Linked DNA regions of Mus musculus: region 1 is linked to region 2. Evidence: chromatin contacts called from public HiChIP or PLAC-seq data. All regions are on one chromosome and are shown on one strand. The core of a region is the stretch at or near the end of the contact, and the rest is flanking DNA. Distances in the headings are between cores, read along the strand shown.

Region 1 (3,673 bases), core at 24-2,523, 85 kb before region 2:
TTCCTGGTTCTCCCTATAGGAAGAGGAAATGATAGCAATTTCTTCAGGACAATTTCCCAAGTAAGTTCTACAAAATGTCTTTAAAGAACCCAGTGGGTCAAACTCCTCTCTTGACAAGTTTTACAAAAGCAGTTTGTACTATTTCTCTTAAGTCATTTGACAAGTAATTAAAAAAAAATCTAAAACATTAAAAAAAAAATCTAAAAGTAGAAAAGAAGCTGAGTGGTGGTAGTGGTGGCTGGCACCCTTGATCTCCGAACTGGAGAGGCAGAGGTAGGCAGATCTCTGAGTTTCAGGCCAGCCTGGTCTACAGAAAGTGTTTCAGGACAGCCAGGTCTACACAAAGAAACTCTGTCTCAAAAAACAAAAACAAAAACAAACAAACAAAACCCAAAACAACAATAATAGTAACAGTAACAATAGAAAACCTTCTAACTAAAAGGTACAGCTCAATATAGGCAATTCTGCAAGGTAATAGTTTAAAGTATTGGATACAGGAAAATTCTAACTACCCCATAGGATAGATGGATATGGTTTCAACTCTTGGAGACAGATCTCTCCATAAATGTGCCAGTATTTCTCGGGAATTTGGTATAGGTCAAAAACAAGAAAAGAGGTAAAGAAAAAAAAAAATCGAACCCAGCTAAATAGAGGTGTGGGTTCTCAGTGGATTCGTTTTAACCACCCCAGGGCACCTCTCTGTTGGCCTGAATAGCTGTAAATGGATGTCACGGAAGTGGAAGACTTCATTATCGTTATTAATTACGTTCCAGCTTTGGCCCTCTGTTCCTCTGAGCATCTGAGCCTGGGCAAACAGCCCAGTTGTGAAGCTAAAAATCTCACCTTCAGCTCCAGCCTGCACAGGTATGGGGTCAGCGCGGAGATCATAGAGGGACCTTTCCCTGAATCGGCGAGGGCCTCGGGCTGTAGTTTAAGCTCTCGGAGAGGAGTACTCATAGCTGGCTTCCCCTGAGAGAGAAAGCGAGTGTGAGGAAAGCTGGTCTCGGCCTCCCGGAGTGTTTTCCCACAACCGCTAGGCCGGGGCGGACAATGCCTCCCGCTGCCCCACTTCGTCCGGAGCCGGACTTCACCGGCCTCGGCCCCGCCCGGCCCCGCCCAGGTAGCGCCCTGTCTGCCGGAGTTCTCTCCTCACCTTTTGGGGCGAAGGCGACAAACCGAGATTCAGTGTTTTCACCCTCCACATTTTCAACTCGATCACTTAACCAGACCAAGTCGAAATGGCCACTTTCACCCGCCGCCTCTATTTGAACCCAATACGCACTTCGGGATTGGCTGCGGGGCCGCGGTACGTATGGTGGGCGGGACCTGCGCGCGTCACGCCCCCACGAGCCGCTCAGCCTAACGCCTCCACTGAAGCACCCATCTGGCAGGCTGGTGTGTCTGTGGGCTGCTGGAGAGTCGTGGAGTCCTGTTTCAGTGGCTCCGTTCCCCCGGTTACCGAGTGAGCCGCACTTCCCCCAGGGTTGGGCTGTCCAGGCATAGGTGCCAGTTTCATAACGGCCAGAGGGAGTTCCTAAGTGCCCAATTTCGGCCTTCAGGTAACCGCCTCTTCAGAATTTCTGGGCCTTTCTTGTGTCTAACCTCGGAGCCTACTGTAACAAGATCACTAGAATAATAGTTGATATTTACTTTACTGTGCATTTATGGTGATCTGTTTCAAGTGCTTGCTATATTAATAACTAACTCTCTCACACACATACACACTCTCACACACACAAACAGCGTGTCCCACACCACCACTGCCTGGCCCTCAGCCTCTTGAATGATGAAATCACAGGCCAATTTAGAAGTGTTAATGTATGAAGAAAAAGAAGAGAACCAAAGAAGAGCTTTAATGTTAGAAACTGTAGGGTTCTGTCAGGGTATGCGCGCCCATCAGGAACTGTACTGGTCAGTAACTTTCTGCGGGCTGCATGTAGCTCTGAATTCTTCAAATGGGAATATAATACAGGTGTGAAATGCACATTGCATTTCAGACCTTGTATGGAAAAACTATTTTTTTAATGTTAATTGCATACTGAAATATTTTTAGATATGCTAGGTTAAATAAAATATATTAAAATTTCTTGTTTTAAACCTTTTGAACATGGGTGACAATTTTAAAATTATGTAAGGGGAAGAATGGGGCAATGACTCCATCTTAGAGCTTGTCAGGAAAGCTTGAGGGCCTGAATTTGGATCTCCAATACCCAATAAAAAGCCGGGCATGGTGGTGCACACTTTTAATCTCAACACTGAAGAGGCAGAAGCAGGTGGATCTCTGTGAGTTCGAGGCCAGGATGGTTTACACAGTGTGTACCAAGACAGCCAGGGCTACATAGATCCTGTTAAAAAAAAAAAGGGCTGGGTGCAGCAGTTTTTGCCTGTTCTCCTAACAACATGGGGGCTGAGGCAGAAATGAGAGGATCCCCTGGGGTTTGCTGCTCAGTTAGTCTAATGAATCAGTGAGTTCTGGGTTCAATAACAGAAAATGTCTTGAAAGATAAAGTCTAGAGTGATTGAAAAAAATATGTAATGTTGACCTCTGGTTCCACAAAGCCCTACACATGTGAGCAAGCAGGTAGACAGGTACATGAACATGTACAGACATATAAGTTATACTAACTTGTGTTTCATTTCTTCTTTGTGACAGGGTCTCTCTGTGTACTTGTTGCTACCCTGGAAATCAGATCAAGCTGGCCTTGAACTCATAAAGAGACCCACTGGCCCTCTACCTCCTGGGTACTAGGATTAAAATCATACATGTCTTTTTGTTTTGTTTTAAGCTAGTCTCTGGTGGTATAGATCGGGCTCCTTTCAGCTCTTCCTCTGCCTCCTGAGTGCATTCATTATACTTCTATTGAACACTGCTACTCTAGAGACAAACAGTACCAGTCTGTAGGCTTTAGAAAAACTGCTTGAATAAAAACAGGGGGAGACAAGATAGGTGGGTAGTGCCGAAGATAAGAGTCCCAGGGCCTAGAACATGCTAAGTTTGTGCTCTACCAAGCAACTGCTCTTCCAATAGAGTGATTTTTCCTTTTTTGAGGCAGGATCTCTCTTTAGCCTAGGCTGGCCTCAATTTTTCGGCAATCCTTCTGCCTCAGAGTCCTGAGAATGCTTTTGAGCTTGGAATTGTCCAAGGTTCAGCAAAAGGTACCCCAAGAGTATTTGTGGTCTGAGGTGGCCGTTCCTGGTTGCCAGCTACGTCTGGGATGAACTACAATCCAGAAATGGAGGGCACACCCATGATCCAGATCTTGAGGCTGGAAAATACAGGCTTCTGACCTGGATCTTGAGGCATAGTGGTCATGAAAACCTTGAGGCCCAGGCAAGGTAGTGTATAGTTTTAATCTCAGGAGACTAAAGCAAGCAGATCTCTGAATTCAAAGTCAGCCTGGGGCAAAGCAAGTTCCAGGTCCAGGCGTGGTGGTACACACCTTTAATCTGGGCCAAGTTGTCTGCTGGAGGCCTAAATAAGGACAATGGAAGAAGGGAAAGGCTTTGCAGCTTTACACTCACTTGCCAGGACATCTGGACCCTACTTACTTCTTCAGGATTCCAGCTTAGACAGAAGACCAGCTGAAACAACTAGCCTGGTGGGACTGAGCAACTGCTAGATATTGGGACTTCCCATTCACAGCTGCCCATTGTTGGGTTAGTTGGACAGCAG
Region 2 (3,707 bases), core at 198-2,697:
ATCATGCTCACCGCTCAACGCATGCTCACCGCAGGGAGCGCAGTAGCCTTACTTACACTGGCTTGAAAGTACATGTCAGCTTTACGATTTTTATATTATTCCCACTCTAATTTTCCATCTGTTCTTCTAGGCATTATGTGCCTGCCTGCCTTCTTTTTTTATCCTGGAGACAAGGTCTTATTATGTAGCCTTGGCTGGCCTAGAACTCACTTATGTAGACCAGGCTAGCCTTGAACTTTTTTTTTTTTTTATTCTTTTTTTTTTTTTTTTTTTTTTAATTAGGTATTTTCCTCGTTTACATTTTCAATGCTATTCCAAAGGTCCCCCATAGCCTTGAACTTTTAAGAGATCTGTCTTCCTCTGCCTCCTTAGTGCTGAGTGAGATTAAAGGCTGCACCATCTCACCCAATTATCATGTTCTTTTCTAAAGCCACCCAGCATTTTCTGGTTTTTCACTTATTAGGTCCATTGTAGCAAATTCCTGCATAGATACTTGTTACTCTCACTAAAGTAGAACAGAGCAAAAGGGATCACAGTGGGGTTAGAAAGCAGGTCAGTTACCTGTGAAAGCTTCATCTAATGGCCTGTAGTGCCAAGCAGCAAATCAGGTACTCTGGATATTCACACTCTACCTTGGTGGGTAGCTGATTGGATACACTTTTCTTTTGGGGTTTTTAATTTTCTTACTTATTTTATGTGTGTGGAGGTTAGAGGATACCTTGTGGGTTCTCTCCTACTGTGTGCATCCTTTCCTGGCCTGCCTCCTTCCTCCATCTCTCTCTCTCTCTCTTCTCTCTCTCTCTCTCTCTCTGATCTATTTACTTTACTTTAGGTTTGACTATTTTGTCTGTGTACTATGTAATGTGTGTACTTGATGCCCTCAGAAGTCAGACTTCTTGTAACTGGAGTTAGGGTTGGTTGTAACTGCTATGTAACTGCATTCTGGTGATTGGATCCGGACCCTCTGTAAAGGCAATAAATACCCTTAACCACTGAGCCATCTCTCCAGCCCCCCACCCCCCAGCTGCTCTCTTCTGTACAAACAAGCTCCTGAATTTTTTTTTCTTATTTGTTATATGTAAATACACTGTCTTCAAGCACACCAGAAGAGGGCACCAGATCTCATTACAGATGGCTGTGAGCCACTATGTGGTTGCTGGGATTTAAACTCGGGACCTTTGGAAGAGCAGTCAGTGCTCTTACTTGCTGAGCCATCTCACCAGCCGGAGCTTCCGAATTTTTAATAGTCCTTTTCTCTATTCTTCAGGTCTGGAACCATTTTGACAGTGGATCATGCCCTGGTCAGGCCATTGGTGTGAAAACACGGCTAGACAATGGCGTCACCGGCTTCATCCCTACCAAATTCCTCAGTGACAAGGTGGTGAAGAGGCCAGAGGAGCGAGTGAAGGTACATGGTGACCGGGCTCAGGAGTCGTGCGCTCTCCGGTTGCCCTGTTGGGCTCCCTAGCTTTGAGCTGCCCCCACCAGAAGTTAGGCTCTGTTCCCAGTGACTGCTGGTGGGGAGAGTAGAAAGGATTTATAATAACTGGAAGAAGCTGGGGAGAGCATCTGAATGAGTAGTGGCTTTTGTCTACTGTTGTAAAGCAGTTTCTGCTGGTTGCCAGCCCTTTGAAAGAGGGTTCCTTCCTGTGTGGGGAGCTGTGCTCTCAGCACATGGCAGGAAGTGAGACCCAACATCACAAACAAGAAAGCTCTGCCTGTTCTCTGTGTTGGGCAGTGTTGCTCAGGAGATTTCAAAGGCTATGTGGCACAGCTCTGTCCATAGATAGACTACCTCTGAGCTTCACAGCGGTGCAGGGCCACACAGAAGGAACCTCCCTCCGAGTGAGAAGTTGGCAGTAAATCTCCTAACTCCCTTCTGTCCTGTCGTCTCCTCCTGAGGCTGCCATGTGCCAGGCTCAGTGACAGACACTCAGTGAGTGTGTGTCCATGTTCTACCCCCAAGCCGTGTGTGTGTGTGTGTGTATGTATGTATGTGTGTGTGTATGTATGTGTGTGTGAGAGAGAGAGACTTGACAGTAACTTTGCCAGAGTTCTAGCTCTAGCTAGACACTCAGTGAATGTACTTAGGTGTCAGAGAGTAACTTTATACCCGAATTGATTCTCTTGGATTTTCTTGGCGGTGAGGAAGGAGCACTACTATTCTGTAGCCTCAGCCATAACTTGCTGTGTAGACTATATAGAGATCTACCGGCCTCTGCCTCCTACATGCTGGGATTAAAAGCATGCACTACTAGATCCAGTTCTACCTTAGTTTTGATGATACTTGTCTGGCTTTTAATGTAGGGTCCAAGGATCAAATTCAGATCTCCAGGCACTGAAGAGATGCCTCTGTGGTTAAGAACATTGGCTATTGAATGTAGTTTTTCCCCCTGTGTGAAGGAGCAGCCACAGCCCCATCAGAATAGGAGGAAAAGTCTAGAAGTATCTCAAGGTTTATCTTTTTGTATATGAAAATAAATAATAATTAAAAAAAAAAAAAGAACATTGGCTATTCTTCCAAAGGTCTTGAGTTCAATTCCCAGCACTCACATGGCAGCTTACAACTGTCTATAATTGTTGTTCCATGAAATTCTATGCCTTCTTCTGGTATGCTGATATATACTCAGACAAAGCATTCTTATGCATAATGTGCATAAATAAATAAATCTTTAAAAAAAAAATTCAGGGGCTGGAGAAATGGCTCCACAGTTAAGAGCACTGACTGCTATTCCAGAGGTCCTGAGTTCATTTCCCAGCAACCACATGGTGGCTCACAACCATCTGTAATGGGATCTGATGCTCTCTTCTGGTGTGTTTGAAGAGAGTGACAGGGTACTCACATACATAAATAATATTAAAAAGCCGGGCAGTGGTGGTGCACTCCTTTAATCCCAGCACTCAGGAGGCAGAGGCAGGCGGATTTCTGAGTTCGAGGCCAGCCTGGTCTACAAAGTGAACTCCAGGACAGCCAGGGCTATATAGAGAAACCCTGTGGGGGTGGGGGGGTGTTTCAGATCTCTGGTTATAAGTACCAAATTCATGGGAATAAAATACTCTGTTTTCAGGGGTAAGATCAGCCTGGCCGCAAACTCAGTACAGTGCTGAGAATGACCTTGAACTCCTGTCTACCTGCCTCCACCTCCCAAGTGCTAAAATAAACACACATACACCATACCTGGTTTTATGCGGTGCTGGGAACTGAATTTGGGGTTTTTGGAAAGGCATCATGGCCAAAGGAACTTATAATAGAAAGCACTTAATTGGAGGCTTACCTAGATTTTAGGTTAGTCCATGATCATCATGGTGGAAAGCAGATAGGTATGGCTCTAAAGCAGTAGCTGAGAATTTTACATCCTGGTTCATAGGCAATAGGCAGAGGAAGACATTGAGCCTGACCTAGACTTTTGAAGCCTCAGTGCCTAACCTCAGTAACACACATCCTCCAACAAGTGCACACTTCCCAGCCCTTTCAAACAGTCCAGCATAGGACTAAGCATGTGAATCCGTGGGCCTGTGGGGCCATTTTCATTTGATTACCACACCCTTTGTGAATCTGGATGAGCTGTGGACTTGGGGCTCAAAAGAGGTTGGTTGGTGGTTGGTTGGTTGGTTTGTTTGTTTGTTTTTGAGACACGGTTTCTCTGTGTAGCCCTGCGGTCCTCAAACTTGCTCTGTAGACCAGGCTGGCCTCGAACTCACAGAGA

What was found. HiChIP or PLAC-seq counts read pairs in DNA pulled down with a chosen protein or histone mark.
Region 1: a contact with region 2 is called in an H3K4me3 HiChIP or PLAC-seq map of the SCID.adh cell line, with 23 read pairs. The contact joins the promoter of Spag5 here to the enhancer-like site in region 2. A contact is called at or near these places in 10 of 39 promoter capture datasets (the C10 cell line, the HPC-7 cell line, cranial neural crest and 4 more), 13 of 484 Hi-C or Micro-C datasets (CD4 T cells, bone marrow-derived macrophages, embryonic ectoderm and 8 more), 11 of 115 datasets of contacts at active chromatin or transcription factors (the SCID.adh cell line, acute myeloid leukemia, embryonic stem cells and 2 more) and 4 of 9 other capture datasets (adipose tissue, embryonic stem cells, liver and 1 more).

What each region holds. Positions count from the first base shown.
Region 1 is chr11:78,299,191-78,302,863 of GRCm38.p6, reverse strand. It overlaps Spag5 (sperm associated antigen 5), which reads right to left and starts at 1,273. Exons shown (of 24, transcript NM_017407.3): 1 at 1,154-1,273; 2 at 844-969. The coding sequence starts at 1,204. Gm3948 (predicted gene 3948) reads left to right here and starts at 1,353. Exons shown (of 4, transcript NR_166889.1): 1 at 1,353-1,559; 2 at 2,654-2,742.
Region 2 is chr11:78,213,906-78,217,612 of GRCm38.p6, reverse strand. Supt6 (SPT6, histone chaperone and transcription elongation factor) reads left to right here. Exons shown (of 37, transcript NM_009297.2): 28 at 1,268-1,408. Among named protein-coding and RNA genes, the nearest start is that of Proca1, 21 kb to the right of the region's middle. Within about 2 kb of position 1,447, at least 62 of the 459 cell types and tissues checked have an H3K27ac peak or open chromatin away from gene starts, as enhancers often do. A contact at or near this core is called in the SCID.adh cell line and neural progenitor cells, where this site is marked.